Regions from separate parts of the Mus musculus genome. Here regions 1, 2, 3, 4 and 5 are each linked to region 6. A link is a contact called in public Hi-C, HiChIP or PLAC-seq and Micro-C data. All regions are on one chromosome and are shown on one strand. Each heading gives the region's core, a stretch centred on a gene start, on an enhancer-like site or on the middle of the called end of the contact. The rest is flanking DNA. Distances are from core to core; before and after follow the strand shown.

Region 1 (3,434 bases), core at 680-3,179, 380 kb before region 6:
GTTGAATACCCAAGGAGTAAGGAAGAGACTGATTTTAGAGGAATATCATGATGAGTAGTAAGAAGGTCAAAAACTGTACATAGGAAAAACTGAATGTTGTACCATGGTTATTTCCTATGGTATCATTGTGCTCATGTTGCTAAGAAAATGTACCCACAAATGGAAAATTATTATGCACAGTAGTGTGTTTTATCATACTTCTGAAACTTAAGAATTCCAATACAAACAAAAGACTGATTTTATGTCCAGTGAATCTCTACTTCCAGGTAGCAACACTTGTGAAACCCTCAGAAAACAAAAAAAAAGAAGGTAAAACACAATGCTCCCTTCAGTTTCTTTTAAAAGATCACCAACTGCAATTACACGGATTCCATTCTCATGATTTCCTAAGCTCCGTAGACACAGCTGCTTAGTGCAACCACTTTAGTGATTAAATTTCATATCACAGTACCTATGATAGTTGCAGTGACAACATTTATAATAGATGTAATAATAAAATGACAAAAGTCAGGATCTTTTTACTACTTACATGTGTGATGCTACTGATTTAAAAAAAAAAAAAAGCACAATGTTGTCCAACTCAACCTCCAAGTCGTTTAGAACAATTGAAGAAATAAGTAAGAAAAGGCACAGCAAGAAATCAACAGGCTGGCTGAATTCCACACCTTCTATGTGGAGAAGTCATCACTTAAACCATATACTACTCAGTCACCTGCTCCTGACAGGCGGCAACTAAAGATTCTGAGCAGAACGATGCTGTCGCTTACGTGTCTATTTGGAACAACAGTTAAAAGGATGTTGATTAAGGGCTACAGATCATACTGTTCAGCAAGGGAAAATGTCTTACAAATCACCCCAAGTCCATGAGCACATGTCTGTGATCCATTACTGCTAAGACAGAGATAGCCATATTCCTAGGATCAGCAGCCTATTTGGTGGGTTCTGTGTCAGTGAGAGACCTTGTCTCAAAAAGCAAGGTAGATGCTGAAAGTACGACATTCAAGGAGTCTATGTCCATCCATACTTATGTGTATAGCAACCTCTTGACACACATCTGCACCACAAATACACACACACACACACACACACACACACACACACACACACACACACACGTGTGTGTGTGTGTGTGCGCGCATACATGCATACTTGTGCACACACTCACATTACATATTGCCAATGGTAGATTAAGTATTGGCAAATGGTAATTAGAATGCTGGTTCTGTGTTTCAAGTAGCCATTACTAAGACATAATTAGTCATGATATTACAGTGAGGGTAAATAAAAAATTATATTTGTAACTTATTCAATTTATTGATTTGAATTTATTGATTTGAATCAGTCATGTGTGTTGATGCAGAGGAAGGAATACTCTTAGATGCCAAAGTGTGAAGTGAAAAGAAGCTAGGTTAGCAATGCCAAATAAATAACTTCAGGTATATTGTCTGGGTGTGGCCATGAGATAACCAATGAAAAGGGTGGGAATGAGAGAATACATTGTTTCAGGAGAAAGGACCCAATATGTAGAACCAAGGATCATTAGAGTAGTCCAGCCCCTTGAAGATAAGAATGTAGACCTGACAGGAAATAAAGATGAAGAATAAGGAAGAGAAGTGCAAATAGTACAGATAATTTTGGAGGTGAATTGAAAATGTTCTGTAATTTAGATCTGAAAAAAAAATACAAGCTACATTGAAAAAGCCAGAAGGAATGGATGTGTAGACACAGAAGAACAGTTAGAGAAGAAGAACCAATTACAAGGTTCTGAGACTCCTACAGAAGGGCTTTTAGAATGAACACCATGACCTTACAGAATGTCATGAAATAAACTAGATAGAAGTATGACCAAGAATGGGCTATGGATGAGTGCTGTTGACACAGGAAGCTTCTATTGCACAATGATGACAGCCATCCAGCCAAGACAAAAAATGTTCCCTCTGGCTCTGCCCCCAGATGGAGCTGTGTGCTCATCAGCAGAGCTATAAAATGGCATGTCATGGGAGTGGAGGATGAAAACTGTCTCTGTAACTCTCACCATTCAAAAGTTTGTCAAAGCAGCATTATTCTTTGAGGATAAGCAACTGTCCTCTGTAGTAACTTGACACATACTAAGTGAAGTTCATCTTGCACTGAGAATCCCTTTCCCACACTCAGTGTGAAAGGGAGGGAAATATTTTCTGAAAATACTGACAATTTGCTCAGTTATTTTCCATATTTAACTTATTTAGAAAATGTCCTCAATATAATGTCTGCCGCCATCTAACATTTAACCTGTGTAGCATATACAATTTCATTGGGCTTACAACGTTTGGGAATTCCATTTTTTCACATGCAAAGGAAGATTTAATATGCAGTAGAAGATGACTCTGCCTTACAAAAATAAATGAGAAACTGCTGTTCTTTGTTCAAGGTCAAATGTCGCTTTCAATTAAATGTAGGTATTTAAGAGGGGGTCCTGATGAATGCAAGCAGTAAGCTTGAAAGCCCATAAGCATACATTCAAAGAGCCTTAGAACTCAAAGAAAAGAGTGAATGTAAATTTTCAGAACTGTCAATTTTTCATTTGAAATTTTGGTCTTTATTTCTTCTTATAATCTGCCCTAGTCAAGCACATATTTATTTCTTTCAAACCTGCTCCTTTCTTTGAAACTGTTGTTATATTTCCATGAAAATGACATCTTTGTTCTTTAGAAAATCATTCCCAGCTTATTGTCTGCCCTGAATTACAATAATCCTATATTTGTTACAATCTAATCACTTCTACAGCAACCTACTGTGAGGTTAGAAGTAAAGGATTAAAACTTCAAGTAGAAATACAAAACCACCCCCTTAACAAACCACAATATATTTTTTCAACATAAATATCCCAAGGAACAAAGAAACATTTTGACATAAGAACTCTGCAGAATATAGAAAAACGCAGCAGAACTGTTTATCAAAGTTTTCCTTGGTGTGTCAGCAGGTTCTGTGTAACTGACAGTGCTGATCCAAACGTTTTGATAGTAATAGAAGTGTTAACAGTGATAAGAACAAAAAAATATTAAACACTGTTGACTGTAACATTTCATTTCCACTGCCCTAATGCTGTTAGTGCAGAAAAATGGAACAAGAGGGAAGAGACTCAGCCACACAGCCAATGGAAATGAGGATTTAGTGGCAGGAGCTACAGAGGCATATAGGCATTAACAAAAAAGGAAAACCAAGAAAAGAAAGGAGAGAAGGAAGAACAAAAAGAGAGAGGAAAAAGAAAGTTAAACTAGCTCTGTCTTTATTGGTGACAGCAAAATTAGAGGAGATATTATTTGAAAACAAATGTGTAATAAATGAAACAGTAGTTGTATTCAAAATAATTATATTCTCTTCACTGACAAAAATATGTGACTGCTGAACAGACTTTCATAACATAGCAATATAAATGACTGTTAAATAACAAT
Region 2 (3,829 bases), core at 866-3,365, 470 kb before region 6:
AGTCAGGTTAGAACACTTCTCAGATCAGGAGAAAGTACTTGCTCACTATATATGTGAAGGTAGATGGACAGCTAGAATCTGCAAATAGCTCAAAACTGAAATAACAAAAGCTAAAACAACCAAGAGACTAAATGTGCTAATAATTAATAGCTCCAAAAAGATGAAACAGAAATGGCCAACAAGTGTATGGATAAAATTTAACCCCACTTTCTATTAGGGAAATAAAAATTAAAATAACAACAAAAGTCCACCTCTCCAACAGCCAATAAAAACAAACAATATATTCTGGTGAAGGTGTGGAGAATGGAAGCCTTTGCAAGTGTTTTGTGGGAATGAAACTGTGAACAGTAGCATGGCGACTTTACAGAAAAATGAAAATACAGTTAAGTTATGAATCTCTACCCCCAGAATGGATCTGAAGAACCCCAAGTCAACATATCACATTGGCACTTGCATTCCATATTGACTTCAGCACTAATAAGGACCTTATGGAGTCAGCATAGGTGTCTATCAACAGATGTAATAAGGCAAGGATGGCACATAGACAAGACAGGATTTGTACAGCCACAGAGGATTTACTTGAGAACAAAACTGTCATTTGTGGGAAAATAGAAGTAAGTGGAGGCCATCATGTTAAGCAAGTTGAATCTGATTCAGAGGTTAAAAATATTACATTTCCTCATGTATAAAAAGTCTATATTTTTACAAATACATAAAACAGGTATGCATATGTGACATAAAAATAAATGTGGGATCATAATAGGAATAATGGAATGGGGAAGGATAAGGATAATGGGATGATAGAGAGGCATAATGGTATGTAGAATAAATACAAAATAGAAAAGGGGAAAACAAACAAAACAAAACAAACCAATAAAAACAAAGTAAAAAAAAAAAAAAAGCTTTTCAAAAATCATTGTAAAATTCACCCCCCCACCCATAAGATTATTTTACCTAAAATCCCAGAAGAGAGAAGAAAAGAGAATATATTTATGTACCAGGGCAATGCACAAATATTTCACATAGAATAATTTTGGTCTTTATAAATATGAGCCCAATTTCCCTTGTACAATGTTTCATATATAAAAGCAGAAAGGAAATGTATACTGTTGTCCTCCCTGTTCTCTCAAGCTTGCTAATCACCTTAGAATAGAAGATATAAATCTACAGATATCTCCACAAGCATTTCTTCTTTCAATTTTGATAATTTGAAATTATGTATCAACCAAAATGCATATATTATCTCTAATTCATTTTTTCTAAATTTTGTTAATGAATATTAAACATATATGGGGGGGGGCAGTGTTGCTCTTTGAGTGTGAGCATGTAAGTGGGCACGTGTGTTTGTATTTGTGTCTGTTGTCACATTCTCATCACGTACTACCCGATCTAGTTTTTCTTGTTTGTTTTCTCTTTGTTTTTGTCTTGTTTTTCTGTATTCAGACTACGGGGTTTGATCTGCGTTTCTCATCCTTACAAGGCAAATCATTTACAGACCAAGTTCCTGCTCCCATACAGAATCCTTATTGACTCTGGATGATAATGGATGTACACTATAGGCCTACCCTGGTTCTCTGCATATCGTGCCTTTACAGAATGTACAGTCTAGTCAAATCCCTGTTCCCCTACCCACTCACTCCCACTTCTTGGCCCTGGCATTCCCCTGTACCAGGGCATATAAAGTTTGCAAGACCAAGGGATCTCTCTTCCCAATGATGGCTGACTAGGCCACCTTCTGCTACATATGTAGCTAGAGACATGAGCTCTGAGGATACTGGTTAGTTCATATTGTTGTTCCACCTATAGAAGAGGGAACTCTTAAAGAGCTGGTTTACCAGTGTTCTCACTACAAAAGGCTGAAGTAAAATGCCTAGATGTAGTTCTAATTACATGGTGGCACAGAAAACTGGCGGGTGTGAAATAGTTGCTGTATGAGTATGTGAACTAGTTCAAATAATCTTATCAAATGTGAGCAGATGAAAGGCTTTGAGGAGACACTATAGCAGACATGAATCAATATTAATAACTGGGAAATGACAGCAGGAGCCTCACTGCTCTAGTGTGAAACAATTAAGGTTGACAGGGCTCAGCTTGAACAATGTGTTGCACTGGTCATAAAGCTGAGTCAGATCTGCAAACAGCGACAGGCTCCTTGTTCTTTGACTGCTGTCGCTGGTCACTGCTGCCTGAGTGGTCAGGAGGATTCATTGGTGACCTAGGAATCACTAATTTGGTACTAATCTTTCAATCAGTCATGTTTGTTTATAGAAATGGCAGTAGTATATCCTGTATATCTGTCAGCTACAGAAGAAGAGGAAGAGGAAGATGGATGGAGGGGAGAAAGGGGTATGAGAGGGAGGGAGGGAGGAAGGGAGAGAGGGAGGGAGAGAGAGAGAGAGAGAGAGAGAGAGAGAGAGAGAGAGAGAGAGAGAGAGAGAGAGAGAAGGGTTCACACACAGACAGAAGGCAGATTTTCTTAAGTAATTGATTTACTTTTCCAATGGACAAAGCCACAGATTCCAGAATTAGAAATGTGGCTTCAAATGTCAAGAAATTTAGTAAAGTAATACTTTGCCTTAAATTGACAGTGAGGGATGAACACGTGTGACTGATCCCTTTGCTAAGAACTGATTTAATTGACAGAGGTCAGGGAAATTCACCAGGATAGAGAGTTCCTTAAGAATGGGGAAAAAATACTCTAAGGAAAAGGAAAAGCTGCCTAAAGTAGGGTAGCTGGTGCCACTGCCAATCTTCTCCCTCACATTCTTGCCTGGGGCAGGTGCTGCCAAGACTAAAGAGATAAGGACATCTGTATGGCACATTCCCAGCACTGTAGCATTTTATTTTACACCTTGGTAGAAATAAAGAAATTTTAGGCTTCTTTGTTAAGAGGAGCAATTGAAAGGGAGGAAATTATGTGATTGTGGATGTAATATTTGTGTTTCTCCACATCAGTCCTGTGTGCATCAAAATTTCATTAGCTGAAATCCATTTCAAAATATTGCTACTTGTTCTCAAATTGGAAGAATTATTTTTGTTCCAGACTCAGTAGGTAGAGGTGCAAATATTCATATATAGAATTTGCTGATAATGGGAGATATCTTTGGGATTTAATGAATATTTAATGAAAAAAACCTTACTCCTTGTATTTTAAGGAGGGGGTATGCTGAGTTTATAAGTGTATTTAAATTTTTCTCATTAAGAAATAGTTTCAAGCTGCTTCTTTGAATTGTAGGCTACTTCTGTGTAACTGTTACTAGAGTGAAAACATACTGAAATAAAACATGCAAATCTGGAAAATATGAATGTTTCAAAGCTGGCTAAGCTCTTATCCAAGTGAATGCAAGCATGTTGATTAATAGGGTTACAATACTTAACATTTTTTTATATAATGAAGGAGCCAGCTCTCTTCTTCTTCATATCTTTATGTGTTTAAAGAGATAAGGCTGATTTTCATCATAGTCATCATTTTATGTCACTTACATACACAATTATTTTTAGTTGTACAAGGCAGTTTCTCATTTCAATGCATTCTCTAAATTCAAAGACTGTAAAGACACTAACACGATCCTCTATCTTCCTTTCAGCCATACCGGAAGGCACTAACAATGCTATTTCCAGAGTTCTCTTCCAATTTTCTTTATGCTTTATGAGATTTTAAAATAATTACTTTTCACCCTTCTTCCCTCTAAACCCTTCCTTGTGCCCCTCCCTGCTCTCTTTCAAATCCTTGGCCTCTTTCTTATTAGTTGTTATGGTGTGCATATATGTATGTGCGCTGACATATATAATCCTGAGCAGTACCTGCTGACTCTGGGTGATGTTACTC
Region 3 (3,507 bases), core at 282-2,781, 350 kb after region 6:
ACCTCTCTATTCTATTTATCATAACAGAAGCATTTAAAGGGAGAACACTCCTACAGAAAGAGACATGGAGTTCTTTTGTTTTTCTTTCTACTTGGAGCACCAGGGATTAAAGCTCTCGTTCAATTAGAACACATATTTAGCCTTCTAACATATCCCCAGTGAGACAGACGTTCTTCAAAAAATGTCTTATTTAAGAAATTGGTTGTCCACCCTTTTTAAAAGTATCCATATTGAAAAAAATTCCCCTATTTCTCCTTTCGGTCCATTAGTTTGCAAATATATTGAACTCTTTTTCACCATTCAGGATTATTATCTCTTAAATTACAATTTGTCAATTGCCTGAACCAACAAGGCCTTCAAACATCTCAAAACTGAGCACACTCTTCATTATCTTGCTATTACTAACAATGTAAACTGAAAACTAAGCCATCATTCTGGCAAGCATGGTTTCCCCTTGCTAATCAGACCATGGATTCTCTCTCCCCTTAGAGAGGTCAGTTTTGAGCCATCCTGTGATCACTGTTGAGCATACCCTGCTGTAGGGGTGTCTTTCCAGCATTATCCACTGTCAACGAGGACAGGCAGATGTCACAACCACACGGCAGTAAATGAAGGAAGAACACAGAACACAGAGTCTTCCTTCCTACTTGAGGAAGCTGCAGCTGATTGTAAAACTACAGAGCTTTAAGACATACCATAGAAACAGAGAACACCAAAGGAAATACTACCCAGGGAAGGGCATGTTTAAACCTTCCTGTTTGCAGCTGCTATCAACATTTTCACCCTAATGTGACCAGAAATCTCAGTTTTCAGTTGAGAAACATGAGTCACGAAACAATACTTGCTAGCCACCTTCACCTTTCCCCTCTCCACCCTCATTCATGCCCTGGTTTTGTTTTGCTTTTCTAACATTTGAATGTCCCCTTAGTTTGTATCCTGACCTACTAGAAAGTTAAAAAAATATCATTAAGTCAGTTGATCATATAACTGAATTCAAGTTACAGCCCACAATCACTTGTAAATGGCTATAAGATGCCTTCTTTCTTTCTTTCTTTCTTTCTTTCTTTCTTTCTTTCTTTCTTTCTTTCTTTCTTTTTCTTTCTTTCTCTCTTTCTCTCTCTCTCTCTCTCTCTCTCTCTCTCTCTCTCTCTCTCTCTCTTTCTTCTTCTTCTTCTTCTTCTTCTTCTTCTTCTTCTTCTTCTTCTTCTTCTTCTTCTTCTTTTTCTGACTTCTTGCCTCTAATTAATAAGAGTAAAATCTTTTCTGGAACTAAAAAAAAAAATCAAACTCAGTGGATTACTAAATGTTATATAAATAGGGCTCCATTGTGTGAGATTCACCCCCTTTCAGAAACTCTTGATTCTTCCTTCTCTCCGTGCTGGGAGGGAAGTAAAGGACAAAGGCATCATTAAAACCGGTTAACCTGATCATTTTCAAACAGACATGTGCAAAGCATCTAGGCTGGGAACCCTTTGGCAACTAAATTGTCAGGGAATAATTTATTACTGACAAGAACAGAGTGTGCAGTGGAATATCCCAAACAAGAGCATGCTCAATGAGCCAGAGGCTTGCTATAAATATCTTCCCCAGGATTGCACTTCCTAGAGTCTAAAATTATTCTAAAAGCATCACGTTCCGAGGGGAGGGGAGGAAAGGGGGTTGTGCTGTGCTGGACAGCCAAGTAGCGGGATCAAGGCAGCAGGGTTTTCTTGTGATTGTTCTAGTGACTAACCTCATTAAGTCTGTTTGCCTCTTGATTTCATAAAACAAGAATAATGAGAAAAACCTCTGAATTCCTTTCAAGATCTGAAATCTTGCAATGACAACATTGATAACCTATACACAGAACCCTGGCATCTGATGTTATGCAAACTGATCTAGGCCCATTCAAAGAAAATAGAATTTGGGCAGCTTAGGTTCAGCAAGTCAAAGAGCCCTGCTGCTAAGCCTGACAGCTGAGTATATTCAATTCTTCAGGAGTCACATGCTGAGTCACATGCTGGATGAAAAACTGAGCCCTCCCCCTCCCAAGTTGTCCTCTGACCTTCATACCCATGGCATAGAATGTGCATGCACAGACACAGAAAGTAAATTTTCAAAAAAAAAAAAAGAAAGAAAATAGAATTCAAAAATTGTAAACTAGGGCTGTTTTCAAATAACCTTTTGATTTTCATGTGAGCTATATAATCAAAAAATGTTCTTCCACATAGTGATAGTGAGTATGGCAATATAGAAAGTAAAAATTGTGCAAAGATGTTATATATGTATTTATATATATATACACACACATATATACACACACACACAAGCTAGGGCTTCAATTTTCAAAGCACAAATTTTTGTAATGTTTATCAAATTTGTTTATTCACTGTGTGAATGTGTGTGTATGTGCTCAAACCAACTATATCATATCACAGTGGGCTTGTGGAAGTTAGAGGATATCTTCCTGGAGCTGGCTAGCGATCTCCTTCCTTCACGTGAGTCCCAGAGATGGAACTCAAGTTTCCAGGCCTTATAGCAAATGCAAATGAAAAAAAAAAAAAGCTACAAAAGATAAATACTTCAAAAAATGTGGTAATAAGCAGAATTCATCTCCCCTTGATCTCTTCGTGTTTCACATTCTGCCTACATTTTAAGGTCCTTTCTATGTGTCTCTATCAAGTGCCTGTTTGGCAGGATCCATATTTTATTAATGTTTCTTTTTCTGCGTAGTATGTTACCTATAAGGACTATCAGTAAATGTGTGTGGAATTAAATACTGTTTTCAGTGTCTTGGGTGAGTGTGATACATACTTACCAGGAGTAATGAATCAAACTAAATTTAGCATTTTTTAAATCTGAATTTTAGATAAATCCCCATACTTCTTTCATTATAAGTGACTGAGAAGACTAAGATTTCACATAGAACCTGCAAAAACAAAAAACAAAACAAACCAACAAACAAAAACCTGGTAAAACAGATGTGTTGTCTTGATTTTTAATCTAAAATGAAAACAAAACCAAATCATAGCTATATACTCTTATGCTCCTATTATTCTTCCTGTATGTATCCATCCATCAAACATTTCATGAGTCAGATGCCTAAGTCTCTGTTTATATACTCCTATGAGTAAGATATGGTTCCCTCTTACAATAGTGTTTATAGCACAGAGAGAACGAAACTCACTTGTAGACAACAGATAGTTGTGGTCATATTGATATGCAAACAAGTGATTGACAGTGTTGGCTGAAGGAAGCCTCTGAGGATAAGTAATAGCTAAGGTATTTCTGAGCCAGTCAGAGCAAGAGACTTGGAGAATCCTAGTCAAAAGCAGTAGCTTCATATCTTTATTTAAGAAACTGAAAACAGTGAGTGCATATCATGTGTGTTCTTTTGTGATTGGGTTACCTCACTCAGGATGATGCCCTCCAGACCCATCCATTTGCCTAAGAATTTCATGAATTCATTGTTTTTAATAGCTGAGTAGTACTCTATTGTGTAAATGGACCACATTTTCTGTATCCATT
Region 4 (3,885 bases), core at 1,055-3,554, 410 kb before region 6:
CAATATGATGCATTTAGATTATGTACAGTGCTGAGCATAGTATAGAGCAACTATATTAATTAATAAATGTTATTGATTATGTTTAATGATTTGATTGTCCCAAATAAGTAGAAGATTTACAATATATATTCCATGGTTACAAAAAAAAAAAAAACCAGTAGTTGTATTTGTATAGGAATAGATAAATGAAAGCAATTTCACTTCTGAATGAAAATGCCAGTACCATGGGCTACATTCTGTCCAGGTACACTGTGATCTTAACATATATATTTTTCCTTTATGCTTAAATTTCCAAGAGTGTTCCTTATTCTATTTTCTTTTACATTAATCTCTTTTAAAATAACTTAATTTTCAGGTTTGAATTCATGCTCTCAAACCTATAGTTGTCTTTATGAGCTGCACCATGGTAGGCAGGATAAAAAATGAACCTTGGACCTCAAAGAGACACATGCTTACATAATTCCTTTCTCTTGACAGTGGTAAATTCTGTGACATTTATAGAGCCAGTAACAAATGGAATATGTGAAGGGAAGACATCTAACTAATTATGTTACATTGGATTGTACTGGAGGTAGGATAAATGTTCTCATCTCTCTCGGGATTTAACAGATGCTCTTTTTAAGAACTGGAAAAAATAAATAAACTGCCTCATCTGTAGGGAAGATTTGTGTTAGGGTGGCATGGTCGGTCTGAGGTTCTATAGGAACCAAGAAACCCAGGTGAAAAATCAATGTGAAAGCCACACTGTCAGTATTACAACAACAAAGATAACATCAATGTGACCATGGAAGAGGATGCAGAACTCTGTCAAAGAATGCACCCCACTTAAGATCATGGGCCTTTGTGTCATCATCAACAGAAGTCCAATGAAAATATGCTTAACATCATATCCATGGAAAACCCAAGACAAATGCATGTTGTTTTGATCTGTTAATGTGGTTAAATTTGAAAAAATATAGAAAATTATTGTGTATTTATTTTACAAAATACTTTTGAAGCCCTTTTTATATCACTTCTACTGGGAATTACCCCCCCCCAACTTGCCCTTAATTTTTGCCTCATTGAATCATCATTTTTATCTGTTCTCAAGTGTTATCACTCAAAAGACTTCTGTCACCTGTAGTACAGAATAAATTTGACTTTGTTCCTTTTTTTTTCTGTGACTGTTGGGGCACCTCTCTACACATTGAATTAAGGTATGTCTCTCAAGGTTCAATCGTTAATTCTGTCCTGGCAGAGAGCTAAGTCCTAACAGGATTTTGGTATTCTCATTTTTATGGTCCATTACTAGGATTTCTTTAGTAAACTTGTGTCCTTCCACACCTGCTCAAAACATGAAGACCAAGCAGCCCTCATTGTCTAAAGGCAATCCTAAGAGATGGACCAGGCTTCTTCTTTTTGTTTGTTTGTTTGTTTTTCGGAACAGGGTTTCTCTGTGTAGCCCTGGCTGTCCTGGAACTCACTCTGTAGACCAGGCTGGCCTCGAACTCAGAAATCTGCCTGTCTCTGCCTCCCAAGAGCTGGGATTAAAGGCATGCGCCACACTGCTAACTAATGACAATAAATATCTAACAGCCAATATACCTGAAACAGGAAGTAAGGGGCAGAACTTCCGGGCAGACAGCACACAAGCAGATGGAGGAAAATCCAAGGGGATAGAAAAAGGAATCGTATGGGTGGGAACAAGAATATTATACCCAAGTCACAGGGACCTCCAAAGACCGCTGGAGAGTCAATTCTGAAGCAAACGCACAAGTGTTTTTATTAGGAGCTAATGACCAAAGACTCTCACCACCAACTTCAGCTAGTCTAAGATGAAAGCTCTGTCTCTGCAGGTGCAGGATATTTAATGTGGTTAAAGCAAGCTTGGGGAATTTCCATATGGGTTAGCAAGTTAATATTTTACAAACTGCACTTCTGGTATAATCTGCAGGCACCAAACACGGGCGGGGGCGCGGGGGTGGGGGGTGAACCACCTGACAAACAGGATGGCTATGTTATCTATTGTCTGCAGGATGTCTTAGGTTATCTCAGTGGACCTTGACCCTGTTGTAGCCTGACTGGCTGTTGCTAAGGGCAGCAGGGTGCCATAGGATGTTTGCTCAAGTGGACTTTGTGGTTTTCCTCCTGGAATTAGAGTTTAATCTCTGGGTCTCACACAAAATGGTGCTTCTTTAAAAAAACAAAAAAACAAAAAACAAAAAAAAAAAAACCAAAAAAACCAAAAAAAAACTGAGTTGGTTGGGCTTTACAGAGCAGAGAGGTACAGAGCTAGCCACATGGTGGGGACTCAGTGCCCAGAAGTCAGATTATGTTAGAAGCTAGCTGAGAGACTGCCACAGCAAAAGGCCAAAAGCTTTAAACTACAGAAGTCTCACTCAAGTCTTATTTAAACGGCTAGCAGTTCTCTGCAAAATGTGATGATCACATCTAGTTTCCTTTGTTTATGTCAACAGGGTTCTATTTAAGACTCTTGCATGTAAGAACAAAATGCTGGGGGGTGCAGGCCATTACACATTGATAATCAAACAATGTGAATTAGTCTATGGAAATCAAAATGACATTCCTCAAAAAAAATCATATGTATTAGCTATACCACTTCTGTGAATCTAAACATGCTATGGATTTTTAAATATTTTTTAAACTATTCATAATAGACAAGTTATGGATTTGGCATATATCCATCAACTGATAGATGAATACAAAATGTGGTATATATGTATTCAGTGAAGTTTTTAGTCATGAACAATGAAATTGTCACTACAAGAAAAATTTAATGAACCTATAAATCATAAAAAAAAGAACATGCTTTTCTATTAACTAAAATCCTTCTCGATGTTAATATACTTCATTCTGTTCCCATAATGTATGATGGTAGTCTCTCTCTCTCTCTCTCTCTCTCTCTCTCTCTCTCTCTCTCTCTATTTGTGTGTGTTTTCTGAATTTTAACCACTCCTTCCACTCCCAGCTGCATCAAATGCAGAAATTCAAAATACTTTCAAACCGTCTATGCTCAAGTGGATGGTGGTTTGAAATAGTGTTGACCCATCCATCTAGTCTTAACTATTAGTCACATCAATGGGAAATATAGATGAATGGAATTAGCTACAGTTTTCTAATTATCTTATCCCTGGTTGTTTTCTCCTCTTTCTTAGTATTCTGAGTGGACATTATCCTTTTAATGTCATTATATGTTCAAAGTTCTGCTTGAAAGTCAATTCTTTTTTTTTTCTTAAAAAAAAAAAGAGAGATTCTTTAACCTTATGCAATCATAGAAACTTACTTCAAAAAAAGCATTGTTTAAGAAAACAATGCTTTTTTCAAGAGCCATAGGGAATGGAGAGAATCAAGGGGAAAGGTCTAGGTGCAGCAGAACCAGTGTACACATGAAATCACAGACTGGCAGCACAAGTCTGGGGCAGATGGGGTCCCAGGGCTGAAAGCAGAAGTGAACATATGTTCCCATCCATAACCCAAAAGCTATCTCCAGTTATTAACTACTTGCAAATGAAAACTTAGTATTCTCAATAAGTCACACTGAGCATATAAACCACTCTTTTTGTTTGTTTGTTTGTTTGTTTATTACACTCCCGATTTTACCTTCCCTACCTACCACAACCGCCATCCCCATCCTACTGAGCCACATCCCATACCTCCTCCCCACATCCCTGTCTCCATGAGGATGTCTCCACCCCACACACACAACCCCACCTGATCTCTAAACTTCCCAGGGCCTCTAGTGTCTTGAGGGTTAGGTGTATCATACCTGATTAACCCAGACCTAGTCATCCTCTGCTATATGTGTGTTGGGAGCCTCATATCAGCTGGTGTATGCTGCCTGGTTGGTGGTCCAGTGTTTGAGAGATCTCGGGGGTCCAGGTTAAT
Region 5 (3,485 bases), core at 166-2,665, 500 kb before region 6:
GCAACTAAAGAATGCTCAGAGTGGGAGAAATAATCTTCTCCAGGGAAGAGACCAGCATTTGGTTATCCAACACCTAAGGGTCAGCCTTAAAAAAACATACAAACAGGTAACATTATACATATTAAACAGGTTATATTCAGAAATATACACACACACACACATGCACACACACACACACACATATATACATACATATATATATATATATATATATATGCATGCAATAACAGCTGCTGAAAAAGATAAGAGGCTATGAATTTTAAGCAGAGTTGGGAGAGGTATATGGGACGCTTTCAAGGACAAATGGGAAGGGAAGCTGTTGTAATTATAATATAATCTCAATTTTTAAGTTTAAAAAACAACTAAATGAAAAATTTAAAAAATCAAAACCTAAAAATAGAAAGCAGGTGGTGTGTGTGTGTGTGTGTTTGTGTGTGTGTGTGTGTGTGTGTGTGTGTGTGTGTTTGTGTGTATGGGGAAAGAATATGGCTGTGAGTTAGTCTACTCTGCTAGAAAGCCAATTTATAGGACTTAGAGAAAGCATCGATATCTGAGTGAATAAAGTTTTGACTACTTTTTTCCACCTCTACCTATAATTTTTTACACCCGAACAACATTTTTCTTCCTGAGGAGCAGTGAAAGCCACAGTCAATCAATCAATAACTGAACTACTTAACATGAAAAAAATAAAGATATTTCCATCAATCTTTTTGTCTTTCTGGTTTTCAAATAAAATTATTATTTTATATGATGGTTACATTTATAAAAATACACATAATACATATACACATGTTTGCTTCTTGATGTTGTCTATATTGGTGTATGAATACAAAATTCACAAATTTACAACCATAATAGATATATGTAAAGTGTTCTTTAATGAAGCCATAAGTCATGAATCTGGCCTCATATTTTCTATGATGAGTCTTGTCCCCTTACTGTATAACCTGTTTTTATTTTATATAAATTTCAGTTTTTCTGTTGCATATGGTAATGTTATGACATGTGCTGAATGAATTCACTTGCTCTGTCATGTTTCATGTTTATTCCATATGCCTATCATAGACAGCATATCAGATTGTAAATGTGGATGTCATATGATATTGATTATTTGTTTGAAGCAAATATCACAAGAAATTGAAGATTCTTTTCTATCCTTAGCAAACAGAGGCACGAGACTAGTAAATCAGAGTCAGTTCTAAGTTCTGCATCAACAGGTGGAGATGTTTTCTCTTAAAAGAAAACTCCTACACAATAGAAACTTCCTATCTGATCTAAACTCCAAATATTACATTTTGGGTGTCACACACATTCTTCTGTACAGCTATCATCAACAAGGAAATACCATGCTCTTAGGTATTCTGCAGGAGAAAACCCTCAAAAAACCCCGCCCATGATAAGAATTTTCCTAGGACAGTCATCATCTTTGTTTTGTTATGAGGTGGAAAAATAAGCAGAGGTTGAGTAAAGAGGCTGTGTACATGTGTGAGCTCATGGAGAAAGAGTCTGGATTATAGCCAAGCAGTCCTTGATACTGCTGCATCTGTACCGAAGCCCAAAATAACCAAAGAGGGAAAAACTAGAGATCTTCCTTACTCCAGTGTGTATGCAATACTTGTTTATACCATAGTATCTAGAAATAACAATGTCAAACAACACTATATTATTATATCAGTACCACTGGCAGTTTGTGCTCAGGGGAAACAATATTTGGAGACAGTACTAACCACTCATAGCCAAGGTAAACGAATACATTTGCTGTCATGTGTACAAAGCACACATTTCTAAAGCCTCCTATGATTAGAGACATACGGATTGGTTCTTCAACTTCGCAAATCATGGGCATGAAAATTATATCCTGAGGCTAAAAGACACATTTCCAAACAGAAGCACTCAAAAATCTGTGGATTGCAGAACCTTAAAAAAAATCCCCCATAAAAAATTCCACGGTGTTTACCATGTGCTGAAAAGTTTGACGAATATTCAGTGTTTTATTTATAGTCATGAGTCACCAGAGTTTTGAAATGGTTAACAGCAAAACATGTAATGTGTCCAACAGTGAGAAAGGCACTGGGGAAAACCTGACTTCCAGAGAATAATGACTCATTCTAATTGTCGTTTTTTTTAATATAAATATATTAACAAATAACATTTTATAATGAGTTATTTTCTATATAATGTTTCCCACCTACACATATACAAAGAGCTAGTAGGGATACCATGTCTTAACATCTGTTCAGCATGCAGAAGTTATAAATGACAAGCAATAGATAAATGCCAATGTGGGTTAGAGATTATATTGCTGTTATTTATTAAACAACAAAGGAAGTCATTCAATTTGCCAAAATTACTTTTGAGAAAAAGCCAAGTGTTTGGAAAGCATTTATAAGTTAATGTGATCCACTTCAGACCCACCTGTTTCTCTGGACTCTCAGTTACATGCAAGTTTTCCATCCACCCACAGGACTCTCCTCTCAGTGACTGTGGTTAAAGGAGTATCCTGAATTCCTTCTACTTTATATATACCATTTACAGCTATCTAAATTAACTAAAATTATGTGTATATGATTAGGTATTTAAACCACAGAAAAATCAAAGTATGAATAATTATTCTGATATTTATAATTCAATAAATAAAATCAATAAATAAAATTAGATGCTTAAATCAGGCTACATTTAATAAGTGATAAGTGAATTATTATAAGTAACTTTTGGCAATTACTAAATATCCAATAAAGTATGAATGATATAAATGATTGCTATGTTTTCTGTGTATGAACACCAAATGTGAAAACTATATGGCTCACGGATTTCACTCCAATTAAGAGAAACAACATTGCATTGTAAGTTTTTAAAATTTCCAATGTTAAAAGAATATACAAAATGACATATCTTGAAATGATACAAGTATTAACTAAGTTCCCAGAAATATGTTTAAGTACACATGTAATAAAATAAAAATAAAATAAAAAGTAAGATAAAACTCGGTTAGTGACATTCAGGGAAAAAAAAAAAAAAAAGCAGTGCCTATGTTTAATTGTACAGGGAAAAAGACCAAGATAAACTAAGGCATCATTTTATCAGGAACCACAGTAACAATGGAGATCATCTTTCTCATCTCCCATGATAGACAGCTTGTCAATTTCATTCACTACAAAATGGCTTCTCAAGGTTATATTTTTCCACTTCTAGATTTATATTTTATATTTCAAGGCAAAATTATATTCTGAAACAAGAGAAGTACAAAAATTGGCTCCATTCCATGCAATGATCATTGATAAATGCATTATATATACATATATTCCTATATAATTATGTATTATTAACATTAAATCAATGTGCATTTATGTACCAAGGGTTGTCCTGAGACTTCTATGCAATTCACTGAAAGATCCTCATGAAAATTTTACTTAATAGACACCAGAAAAATGGCAGGTAAAGATGTCTACCTGACAACATGAATTTGATTGCTGGGATTCATCTGG
Region 6 (3,796 bases), core at 309-2,808:
GTGTATGTGTTTTGTTGTTGGTTTTGGTTTTTTGTCTTGTCTTTTTGTTGTTCTTTGTGTTTGTGTGTGTGTGTGTGTGTGTGTGTGTGTGTGTGTGTGTGTGTGTGTGCGTGTGTTTTCCTTTCTATATCTTGGAATCAAAACCAGGCCTGGGCATACTCGCCAGACTTCTACCACTGAACTATCCTACTTCCACCTCTCCAGTCCCATAGTCTGCCTTCAACAGTAGCTCCAGTGAACTTGAACAAACATTGTAATGTCATCCAATGATTCATTTTTAAAAAGAAACCAGAACTAGATACTGTCAACAGTCTGTGTAGCCCACTCCTGGAATTTGAATACATTAGTTTTGAGAAGTTTTCTACTTTTTTTTCTGTAAAATATCTTTGGTTATGTTGCTGTCTTTATTTTATATTCTGTTGTCTTTATAAGACATGGTGGCAGAAATTGCTGGTTTTGCATAGTGGGGTTTCCTATGGAATACATCCTTTGTGTTTAAAGAGAAAGGAAGAAAGTATCTGTCTCCTAGTAACATGTATTTCCACTCCTCCATTCCTTCCATCGCTCCAGAGCAATTCCTTCTCTTGAACTCCATTTATTGAGAATTGCATTGGTTTGAGCAGGCATCTAATCTCTTTAGAGTGTTAAAGCTTCTATGTCTAGTGTTCCTTCCAGAACAGGCAAAGATCTTACATGCTCTTGACTTCATGATGAACTTGCATGGGTAATTTAGAATACATGTTACCTAGAAAGCATGTTAGATTTAGTTAAATGAACTAAATTTGCCTTAAAGTCCTAAATCCCAAAAGTTTCTACAGAGCTCAGCCTTTCTCTCCATGTCTGCGTTGTGAAAGAGCTGAGCCTGGCTTGACCACTGAGGACTAGAACATGCTATGCTACACAAAGGTCTGTATTCCCAAGGCTGGCATCAGGGTGATGACAGGAGAGCTGCTGATGTACAAAATGACTCTGTTTACCATAGTAATTGGCTCTTCACAGGCTAGAGGAAGCCAGGTCTGAAACACAGCCAAGTAGGGTTTTTCCCCTACTGAGGTCTCAGAAATTCCCAGTAAATATTGAAACAAAAACTAAATGGTCTTGTTACCTTGCACACTGGTGTTTATTTATGGCACATTTGCTATACCTTTATGAAGTTAGCAAGGACCTTTGAAGTATGCTTTTGTCAAATGGCCAGTGTCTTCAAATATTAGAACCCATTGCACGAGTGAGCCCAGACTGACTAAGCAGGCATCTGTCCAAACACTAGAGATCTTTAAGACAAAAGTCATCAGCCATTCCATTTAATATTTTGATTTTGCACACTAATCAGAGCATATGGGAGGAGTCCAGACTAGATAACCTTCCAACTTAGAGATTCCATTGATCCATTTTTCACATATCTTCATCATGCAAGTATTCCAAAAACAAAGAAACAAGAGAAATTCAGAAACTGTTGTGATTTGATGTTTTTCTCTCTGCCCCTCTCCTTTCTCCTCCCCCTCTCTGGCGGCTCCCTCTCCCTCCCTCTCCCTCCCTCTACTCATCCTACTCCCAAATATGGTGCAATAAGAAATTCCTTTACTGAGGCTACAGAGTAGTTAGTCATTGCGAGTCATGTTTTTAAAGGCTCCACTCACTGACGAAAACAAGTGATATGAAATGCTGAAGAAACCTCAGGGGCATTCCAAGCATTTATGGACAAAAAGTCAAGACTTGTGGTATTTTCCTCCAAGATGCATGTGAGCTGAATCAAAGAGACAGAAGAATTTAACCTTCAAACTTTCAAGACAAAAACAAATGCCTCCTGTTGTTGCCAGTCTCTGAGCTTGGTAATACTGAAGAAGCATAAATCTGTGTAAGACCTCATTATCTTATCTAAACCTTTAATGTGGTTTCCAAACAGCCCTTTCTAATCCTGTTTCAGAAGGCCTTTATTCAGGTACTAGCTTAAGCTTCTAAGGGCCCTATTCTGCTTCTGTCACATCTCTGCATAAAAATATCATTAGCTTTCTTTGGCTTAATTAAGTGCCTAATATTAATATGTATAAAACAGCTTTACTAATTTGTAGCTTTATTTTCTGTGATATCCCCATATATTTCTACCGTCTAATGTCTTTAAATCTTGTCACTGAGGACATGAAAGTTTAAGTGTTTGTTGTTATGGATTGTTCTGTGCCTGGAAGAACCTTTAATAGACTACCAGACCTCTACTCCATAGCTGCCAGTAGCACCTCAAAACAAGTAGAATAATATCTGTCAACCCAAACCACATCCAAACATGACATAGTTGTTCCTAAGAAGCAATAAACAACCAACAAGGAGGGTGAGAAGCAAAAGGGTATTATTTACACTTCCAAAGCCTTTAGTATGATATATATATGTGTGTGTGTGTGTATATATATATATATATATATATATGTGTGTGTGTGTGTGTGTGTGTGTGTGTATGTATATATATATGTATATATATGTGTATATATATATTTGTTTATATATGTGTGTGTATATATATATATTGTTACTAGCAGGTGCTTCTCAAATACACCCAACTTTCCGTCCATACCATTTAGTGTCTCACACACATATTTCAGGACATCTAGGGCTTCTTCCACAAAATCTTCCACACCTAACTCTGTACAAATTAGTCATTTATTCTCTTTGGACTTCTAGGATTTACAGGGATCTATGTAGCCATTTCTGTTTGAAATGATCTGATTGGTTACAGAGTCCTAAGAGTTATAAAGCCATGAGCCATAGAATTCACACAATAGGTTCAGACCTTGCCCTGTGCATCAGGACCAGAGTTCTGAGCAACATTAAGTGCCCAATCCAACTCACAACTGCAGGGTGTGGAAGAGGTGATAATAAATGGCTAGTTTTTTAATACACAATTAACAGAAAGAAAGAAACAAGTAGAATAATATCTGTACCTAGAAACTATTTTTACAGAGAAATTGGGTGTATCTCTGACATGATGCCAAAGATTAAAGTATTAAAATGACTCATCCTCTGATCCATGCAATGTTACATAGGTAGGAGTGTTTGGGGATTGATGGCCTGTGTTTGATACAAAGAACTCATCTGGGAGAAGAATGTCCTGGAGTACACACACACACACACACACACACACACACACACACACACCAATAAGTACAATAAAAAGTTTTTAAGAGATGTGCTTTGAATCTTGTCTTTAAAGGATTAAAGGATATATGTTACTCTCCTCTCATAGATAATACTACAGAAAGATCTAATTCTTCATTCTAGAATGTTTTGCATACATCATCAAAGCATTAGGGAAGTCAGGTTAGGGAGATTACTGAGTGGTAAATTGTATTCTTAGGCATGAGAATGTGAGTTCAAATCCCCTGAATCCAGTGTAAAAAACAAAGCACAGCAGTACACATCTTTAGCCTTTGTACTGAAAGCATAGAGACAGAAACATTGTAGGGACTCACTAGTACTCAGTCTAGCAAAAAAAAAAAAAAAAAAAAAAAAAAAAAAAAATCCAGGTTCAATGAGAGACACTGTTTCAAATAAATGAATAAGTGAAGTATGACTGAAGAGGGCATTCTCATGCCAACCTTTGGCTTACACATACTCTAACATAGATGACAGCAACCCTACACACACAGGTGCACACTAAAAGACATGACACACGAAAAGGCATTTAGTGACGATGGAGGCTATGGACAAGTCATGCCTGAGACAGAAGACTCCTGGCAGTTACTTCAGTGTATCATTAAGATATCCTCCTTTCCTATGTGTGTCACAGCATCAAAACAGGACTTGAAAG

Evidence for each region. Hi-C and Micro-C count contacts between places; a contact is called where the count stands out from the background. HiChIP or PLAC-seq counts read pairs in DNA pulled down with a chosen protein or histone mark.
Region 1: a contact with region 6 is called in a Hi-C map of muscle stem cells, with 7 times the contacts expected there. The contact joins two enhancer-like sites. A contact is called at or near these places in 10 of 484 Hi-C or Micro-C datasets (the C10 cell line, the C2C12 cell line, the N1E-115 cell line and 5 more), 3 of 115 datasets of contacts at active chromatin or transcription factors (the NIH/3T3 cell line, bone marrow-derived dendritic cells and fibro-adipogenic progenitors) and 1 of 9 other capture datasets (bone marrow-derived macrophages).
Region 2: a FOXA1 HiChIP or PLAC-seq map of pancreatic cancer cells shows a contact between it and region 6. The contact joins two enhancer-like sites. A contact is called at or near these places in 1 of 15 datasets of contacts at CTCF or cohesin (the NIH/3T3 cell line) and 3 of 115 datasets of contacts at active chromatin or transcription factors (the NIH/3T3 cell line, a colorectal cancer cell line and pancreatic cancer cells).
Region 3: a contact with region 6 is called in a Micro-C map of muscle stem cells, with 7 times the contacts expected there. The contact joins two enhancer-like sites. A contact is called at or near these places in 5 of 484 Hi-C or Micro-C datasets (cumulus cells, embryonic fibroblasts, muscle stem cells and 2 more) and 3 of 115 datasets of contacts at active chromatin or transcription factors (cardiomyocytes, embryonic fibroblasts and neural progenitor cells).
Region 4: a contact with region 6 is called in a FOXA1 HiChIP or PLAC-seq map of pancreatic cancer cells. The contact joins two enhancer-like sites. A contact is called at or near these places in 1 of 15 datasets of contacts at CTCF or cohesin (the NIH/3T3 cell line) and 1 of 115 datasets of contacts at active chromatin or transcription factors (pancreatic cancer cells).
Region 5: a contact with region 6 is called in a FOXA1 HiChIP or PLAC-seq map of pancreatic cancer cells. The contact joins two enhancer-like sites. A contact is called at or near these places in 1 of 15 datasets of contacts at CTCF or cohesin (the NIH/3T3 cell line), 1 of 484 Hi-C or Micro-C datasets (muscle stem cells) and 2 of 115 datasets of contacts at active chromatin or transcription factors (the NIH/3T3 cell line and pancreatic cancer cells).

What each region holds. Positions count from the first base shown.
Region 1 is chr10:16,635,277-16,638,710 of GRCm38.p6, forward strand. No RefSeq gene overlaps it. Among named protein-coding and RNA genes, the nearest start is that of Gm20125, 460 kb to the right of the region's middle. Within about 2 kb of position 1,930, at least 23 of the 459 cell types and tissues checked have an H3K27ac peak or open chromatin away from gene starts, as enhancers often do. A contact at or near this core is called in muscle stem cells and tail fibroblasts, where this site is marked.
Region 2 is chr10:16,535,811-16,539,639 of GRCm38.p6, forward strand. No RefSeq gene overlaps it. Among named protein-coding and RNA genes, the nearest start is that of Gm20125, 560 kb to the right of the region's middle. Within about 2 kb of position 2,116, at least 9 of the 459 cell types and tissues checked have an H3K27ac peak or open chromatin away from gene starts, as enhancers often do. A contact at or near this core is called in pancreatic cancer cells, where this site is marked.
Region 3 is chr10:17,365,655-17,369,161 of GRCm38.p6, forward strand. No RefSeq gene overlaps it. Among named protein-coding and RNA genes, the nearest start is that of Gm20125, 270 kb to the left of the region's middle. Within about 2 kb of position 1,532, at least 56 of the 459 cell types and tissues checked have an H3K27ac peak or open chromatin away from gene starts, as enhancers often do. A contact at or near this core is called in muscle stem cells, where this site is marked.
Region 4 is chr10:16,599,122-16,603,006 of GRCm38.p6, forward strand. No RefSeq gene overlaps it. Among named protein-coding and RNA genes, the nearest start is that of Gm20125, 490 kb to the right of the region's middle. Within about 2 kb of position 2,305, at least 43 of the 459 cell types and tissues checked have an H3K27ac peak or open chromatin away from gene starts, as enhancers often do. A contact at or near this core is called in pancreatic cancer cells, where this site is marked.
Region 5 is chr10:16,506,421-16,509,905 of GRCm38.p6, forward strand. No RefSeq gene overlaps it. Among named protein-coding and RNA genes, the nearest start is that of Gm20125, 590 kb to the right of the region's middle. Within about 2 kb of position 1,416, at least 47 of the 459 cell types and tissues checked have an H3K27ac peak or open chromatin away from gene starts, as enhancers often do. A contact at or near this core is called in the NIH/3T3 cell line, muscle stem cells and pancreatic cancer cells, where this site is marked.
Region 6 is chr10:17,011,048-17,014,843 of GRCm38.p6, forward strand. The region is part of intron 1 of Gm20125 (predicted gene, 20125); the gene reads right to left. Among named protein-coding and RNA genes, the nearest start is that of Gm20125, 83 kb to the right of the region's middle. Within about 2 kb of position 1,559, at least 75 of the 459 cell types and tissues checked have an H3K27ac peak or open chromatin away from gene starts, as enhancers often do. A contact at or near this core is called in the NIH/3T3 cell line, muscle stem cells, pancreatic cancer cells and 1 more, where this site is marked.